2 separate regions of the Zea mays genome follow, and region 1 is linked to region 2. The links are chromatin contacts, called in public Hi-C maps. All regions are on one chromosome and are shown on one strand. The core of a region is the stretch at or near the end of the contact, and the rest is flanking DNA. Distances in the headings are between cores, read along the strand shown. Region 1 holds the start of LOC103626999 (protein ALP1-like). Region 2 overlaps LOC103626998 (ubiquitin carboxyl-terminal hydrolase 15).

Region 1 (3,214 bases), core at 643-3,142, 150 kb before region 2:
TTTTTGCCTCCATTTCCTCAAGTGGTTATACACCTGAGTTGGGCTCACTGCCTCCCCACTGTACTCCTTAAGGGCTTTGGCCACAGAGTTGACATCCTGGTCCTTGAAGACCTTGTCAGGCCTGCTACCATCACTAAGAAGTTGAGCCATCCTCCTAAGAATAAATCCAGAGGTGTTGTTGTTCCACCTCATTGCCCTAGGACCCCCGGGAACAGCAGCAACAAGACCAGCTGCTGCTGGAGCAGCACCGGCACTAGATGCAGTAGCATCATCAGCGTTAACTGCTGCACTAGCACCAACCCTTATCATCTCAGTCATCACATCAGTAGCTGGGACAAACCCACCGTGATCACCAGCTGGGACTGAAGGCATCTTACCACTGGTTTGCATGTACAAATTAGTATAATAATATCAGCACAACAAGAAGAGTCAAATGGGAATAAAAAAATTGGTCTCAGCCATGTCCATCATATTATTACATTATCATCAAACAAACATGAGTTCCATAGCAGGGTAAACAAACCATCATATCCTAGAGCTTCCCCTCCCTTCCCACATAACATTGCAAATGGCATCCCTCTTTGCAGCCATGGCACTGGATTCTTGGCTCTGGCTACCATTGTCATCTAGTGGATCTTGTTGTGTGCCAGTGAAACCCTCCTCATCAGGCACTATTTCATCAATGCCAAAGCCTAAAATCCAGTTATGCAGGATCGAGCATGCCAACACAAGCTTGACTTGTGTCTTATACTTGTGAAAGGGCTTGTTGTCCAAGATACGAAACCTGTTCTTCAATGCACCTATAGCCCTCTCCACAGTTACTCTAAGTGATGAGTGTCTCAGGTTGAACAGTTCTCTTGCATTGGTAGGTCGATTTCTGCTCCCAAACTCACTCAAATGGTACCTAACCCCCCTGAAGGGGGGTAGAAAGCCAGTGCGGCATGCATACCCCGCATCTACCAAGTAGAATTTACCTACAATGTGAAATCTACTGTGAGCTTGTGTGACATTGTAGAATTTACCTACAATGTGAACTTGGTAGTGCAATTACCTTGTGGGACAGTGAACCCATCATCCCTCTCAATGGCATCAGCCAGGATAAGTGCATCATGGGCAGACCCCTCCCAGCCAGCTAGAACGTATGTGAACTTGAGGTCAAAGTCCACAGCAACCATCACATTTTGTGTCGGGTTAGTTTTCCTACCCCTGAAAGCTTGCTGCATGTGTCTAGGCACCCTTGCCAGCACATGGGTGCCATCAATGGCACCAATGCAGTCCTAAAAACCATATATGTAAGATAAATGAACATGTGAATATGAACAACTAATGAACCCAAGGTAGGCAAATACCTTTAAATATGGATTCCATCTATAGCTTCCAGTGATCTTTGGGTGAGTGGTAGGGCTAGGTGCCTTGATAAGTTCCTTCCTAAGCTCTCCAACAGCATACAAAACCTGATGAAAGTGCTTGTGTACTGTCTGAATGGACCTCCTAAAGGCCTGGTGCACAACTCTGAACCTTTGGTTGTGACCAACAACATGCAAGAACATGGCAACTTGCTCCTCTACTGACACCCCCTCCCTATCAGTTACCAGTCCCCTCTCTCTAAAGGTCGTGCATAAAGCAAAAAAAGGGGCTCTCTTCATCCTAAGCATAGAAATGCACTCTACATCAGTGGAGTTGTAAATCATGTTGAGGGTCCTCTGTCTGTGAAGTTCACTTTGTTCCCTAAGTACATAGACTAGAGGGTCAGGCTCTACTTCAGGATCAAACCTTTTTCTTTTAAGCCTAGTTGTAACAAATGAAACCATCACTACTGTCAAGGCAGCTGCTTGCTTACACAACAGCTCGCGGCTCAAAGAGGGATCCATCTACATCCATATAACAATGATACAAGAATTAATCTAATCATACCCTGCTTGGCCTCAGCATGTTTGCAAAATGAATCAGTAAGGAAAAAGAACACGGCTGCATCATCTATATGATACCTCCAAGTGAACGTAAAGGACAACATCATCGACCAATTTAATATAAATCCAAAGCAAACCACATGAAAATCAAACTCGCAGCAGGTATAACATGAACAACACACTGTACCAAACCCTAACTCATGAACCATGAACCAGAAAATAGAACGATTGGGGGTTGATTTCACCTTGGGGTAAAGGTCGTAGCAACGGAGACGGAGCAGATCTAGAAGTATAGGAAGCAGATCGACCAGAGACGAAGCGACGAAGCAGATGCCCAACGCCACGGAGTCCCGGCACCAGGCGGAGCTGGACGCAGCCGCGACGCACAACCACTCGCCGCCGGTCTCTCACGAGGGAGGGAGGGGGTGGAAGAAGAACGAGCAGCGAGAGGAGGGGAAAAGGAGGGTGCACCGTCGCCATATATAGCCGCAAGAGGATTCACCGGAGCGCTCCTTCCCGCGCGCGCGAAAACCTCACCATTCCCGCGCGAGCCCGCGCGAGCTCCCGCCAGCCACCTCGCCCGCCGCCACATTCCGCCAGTGCGCCGCGCGCAGCCGCGCTCCCAGGAAACGAACCCTAGCCGCGTTTCCTGGGAGCCACCCAGGAGGCAGCCTTTTGGCTGGTTTCAACCAGGCCGCGAAACGGGCCAGCCTTGCAAACAAGGCTAGTTGCAGCCAACGGGCGCAACCGGGCTACTGGGCCACCCTCCCAAACACGCCCTAAGTATCCCAGTCCAGTCTGTTCGAGTCTTCAGTTAGCTTGGATGCGAGGCACTAGTCTGGCGCGCCGAGGTCGGAGTCCAAGCCCTCCGTCACGAAGCTGTGTGCTCCTGCTCCGAGCAAGAAGAAAGATGATGTGTATTTATGAAAACACCACTAAAACAACTGCTGGAAATATACATACGCACAACTTGGCCATCCCTGCAAAACAAAACAAACAAAAAACCGTCAGATAAAATCATTCTTTTCTGCTCCCAACAATTGCTTTTGATGATATACAAAGGTGATATTTTTTTTTGATAACTCTTGATAATGCTCTCAGTTGTACCTAAACCGTTAGCTTTATTACCCAAATGCGGCTAAGCTAAAGGCATGTTTGGAACCAAACAATTTTAAGAAACTGGTTTATGGAAACCTCCAAATATACCAGTTTATGTCCCAATTTATAGAAATTAGATTCACAGTTTCTTAAAAACCAAGAAGCTAGCCCCTCTTCTTACTAAAAAAACTAGTTCCTTAGAAACC
Region 2 (3,235 bases), core at 300-2,799:
CAATACGCTGGAATTAATGTGGGCTGCAAGACATTGAATATGGTGGGTGGAGGGGGTATAAATAGCCCTCACCCAACAACTAGCCGTTACCAGCACTTTTCTGCGCACGGGCGCACTGACAGGTAGCCGTTGGACTGATGGCACACCGGACAGTGAATAGTCACTGTCCGGTGCACACCGGACAGTCCGGTGCACTGTCTAGTGCACTGTCCGGTGCGCCACTAAAATTCATTTCTGGAACAGGCGCTCTCGGGTTTCTGGGCGAACAAACTCTTCCCCAGGGTCACCTTGGCCCCACCTGGCAGATGGTGCACCGGACAGTCCGGTGCACACCGTACAGTCCGGTGCCCCAAGGCCAGAAACCCTATTTCTTGTTTTTTAGCTGATTTTCAAATCAGTTTTCGTTCTAACTTGTGAGTGAGTTTTAGAGTGACACCTAGCACTATATGTGAGTGTGATTGTGCACCAACACTACACTAGAACTCTCTTGGTCAAACTACTCATCGACAACCCCTCTTTATAGTACGACTAAAAAAGAATAAAAGATCTAACTAAATCATAAGTGTCCACATCTTGACACTCGGACTCCGTAGTACTTCACCTTTTGTTTCGTCGTTTTAGCCGTCGCTTCGAGTTTTTATCTCCGGGATTGTTTTCACAGTTGTAGTACTTCTACCTGTAATACGACCTAACTTACCATTTGTCTCTGCAAAACACACGTTAGTCACATATAACATTACGTTGTCATTAATCATTAAAACCAACCAGGGGCCTAGATGCTTTCAGTTCCAAAAAGGAAAAATGAATGAAACCACTCCATGAACTGACTCTGAAACCAAACAGTACCTAACAACCGCTACACCAACCAGAATCAAAGCTCCTATTTGAAACTCATGATTCCCCCTTTGTTCTTATGTTTTTCAACATCCTCCTATTTGAAACGAAATCTCATTTGACCGGTGTTACTTTCTCCGATCAGAAACATAAGTCAATCTAAGTCCGTCGATCGTCTGACAATTCTTTGGTCTCTAAGTTCTCTCTAAGAAATGCATGAACGTTCCGAGAAAGTAACAAGCTGGGGAATAATCACTTGGGACATACATTAATCTAAGACCAGAAGCAGCAGCCAGGGTTACGAGATTAGCATTGGAAAACGGTTGCCACAGAGCTTGTCACCATGCTCTAAAATTTCACCTGCATATAGACATAATCTAACTTTTTTTCGCTACATCGAATCGAGCTACCCCTAGAAACGACATGTAGCTAAAAATTCAATAAGCCTCATCTGAAATAAAAGAACATGAGGCAGCATTAACGGCAGTGCTAAGAACCGCAACTGCCGATGCACCAGCTACAGCTAATGAAATGTGAGCCGATTACATTTGGCAAAAACCAGATGTTTGAACAAAACCATCTCGACTAAGGGGGTACCGGCCATACCCGCTCCGCTGATGCGCCGCCGACGCAAGCGGTTCCGCAGAAGAGGCGCACGCCCTACTATCCGGATACCTTCCTCTATGTACAATGCCGTGGGGGTGGGCCGGCATGGAAGAGTCCGAGACAAAGCCTGTGCTCTCCGAGAAGTACCTTGTCTGTGGACTGGAAGGTGAGAACCTTGTGCGCGAGACGAAACTGCCGGGAGCACCGTGCTCCGGAGCATAGCTTGGCCCGAATATGGAGGAAATCGGATCCAGGCCGGCGTTGTCTCCGTAGTCCACGACGCTGAACGAATCCCTTGTGCTCTCGGTGGTGAACGAGGACTCGTCGGAGCTGGTAAACAGCGACCATTCACTTGATGTCGCTTCCGAGAAGTCCGCGCTAACCGAGTCTGCAAAGGCATCGTCGGCGTGATGGAAAGCTCTGGACCTCAGCTCTGCATGCTGATCTTGGGCATAGCCTTCGCCATCGGGTCTGAAATCATAGACGCCATATGCCTGATCGTTTGCAGGAAAGAGTAACTCTGTCTGCTTGCGATCGTGTTTAGAGCCCTTGGAAGATTTCGACGTGTGCCGCTTTGCGGATGTAACCGGCAGCCCCTTCTCGATGTATATCCTTGGTGGTCGGGGAAAAGACCTGAATCATGTTTTACAAATGTGAGATTGCTTTACAAATGACAATTTAGGTTCAATGCATCACAAGTTGGCTGTATTTACCTCAAGTAGAAAAGCATGTATGCACCTTCTGACATAACCTGATTCACTGATACAACCTGGACCTACATATGGAACAACATAAATCACCATAAATACCATAAACTCTCGAGTTTTTTTTCCTGTTCCTATTTCATTTCAATGAGCCAATAAGAACCTAAAAAGAAAAAGGCACATACTAATACGCATGATATATGCAATCGACACGAAACAATCCCATGCAAGCAGAGTAAAATACATAATGGTCTGTTATGTATTTATGTGAACCAAAGATGTTTGGCACCAAAACTGCATCAAGGGGACAACATTTATGATCAAAACTGCTCATGGGAATGTTCACTACCCTCACACTACACTTTTAATCTAGAAACACAACGTCACGAGACCATAGTAATTTCTCGCAATTCATATATAAGACATTCTTTGTCTACTTATCAAGAGTAGACCTAGTTGTAAAACGTACCTCTGAATCATCAATTCTCAACCATGTACCCTGCATATCTTTGACGTATGATATATAGTGCCCAGAGAATGATGCATTTTCTGTATCGACATGTACAACCACGGCGTACAAGAAATAAAGAGGGGGATTGTCACCAGACCCAGTCACGAAGGGAACCATGTCCAACATATCAGGGAAAGTAACACATTTGTTGATCTTGCCATATTTTCCTGACTGAAATAATAAAATAAAGCTCATTTAGTTCTTCCATCAAAAAACATTCAAGTGGTACAAAACTGTTCGCTTGAGCATAGAACATGAGACATGTGATAACTCATCCAACTCAACTAACCAAATACTCCCTCCGTCCCAAAAAAGTATTCGTTCTAGCACTTGATTTTAATGTCTATATTCAAATAGATGATGATGAATCTAGACACATATAAAACATACCTAAAGTATTGTATGAACCCACTAATTATCTAAAACGAATTTTAATTTGGGACAGAGGGAGTAGCTTATATGGAAATTTCCCCAAATGTGCTTCATTACCCACCCCCGTTCCATAGATAGCTCATATTTCACCTATGAGACATTCATAATATAAAATATACGCTTACAGTTTTGGACATTCGTTTGTTTT

Evidence for each region. Hi-C and Micro-C count contacts between places; a contact is called where the count stands out from the background.
Region 1: a Hi-C map of ear shows a contact between it and region 2, with 2.2 times the contacts expected there. The contact joins the promoter of LOC103626999 here to the enhancer-like site in region 2. A contact is called at or near these places in 2 of 25 Hi-C or Micro-C datasets (ear and tassel).

Annotation. Positions count from the first base shown.
Region 1 is chr5:147,624,406-147,627,619 of Zm-B73-REFERENCE-NAM-5.0, reverse strand. LOC103626999 (protein ALP1-like) reads right to left here and starts at 1,892. Exons shown (of 3, transcript XM_008647354.3): 1 at 1,350-1,892; 2 at 1,052-1,277; 3 at 384-974. The coding sequence starts at 1,871. The coding sequence ends at 526. It overlaps LOC103628528, which reads right to left and starts at 390. Exons shown (of 2, transcript XM_008648714.4): 1 at 1-390. The coding sequence starts at 390.
Region 2 is chr5:147,471,990-147,475,224 of Zm-B73-REFERENCE-NAM-5.0, reverse strand. LOC103626998 (ubiquitin carboxyl-terminal hydrolase 15) reads right to left here. Exons shown (of 14, transcript XM_008647353.4): 12 at 2,614-2,826; 13 at 2,154-2,215; 14 at 1,120-2,073. The coding sequence ends at 1,377. Among protein-coding and RNA genes, the nearest start is that of LOC103626998, 10 kb to the right of the region's middle. Within about 2 kb of position 1,549, at least 4 of the 20 cell types and tissues checked have an H3K27ac peak or open chromatin away from gene starts, as enhancers often do. A contact at or near this core is called in ear, where this site is marked.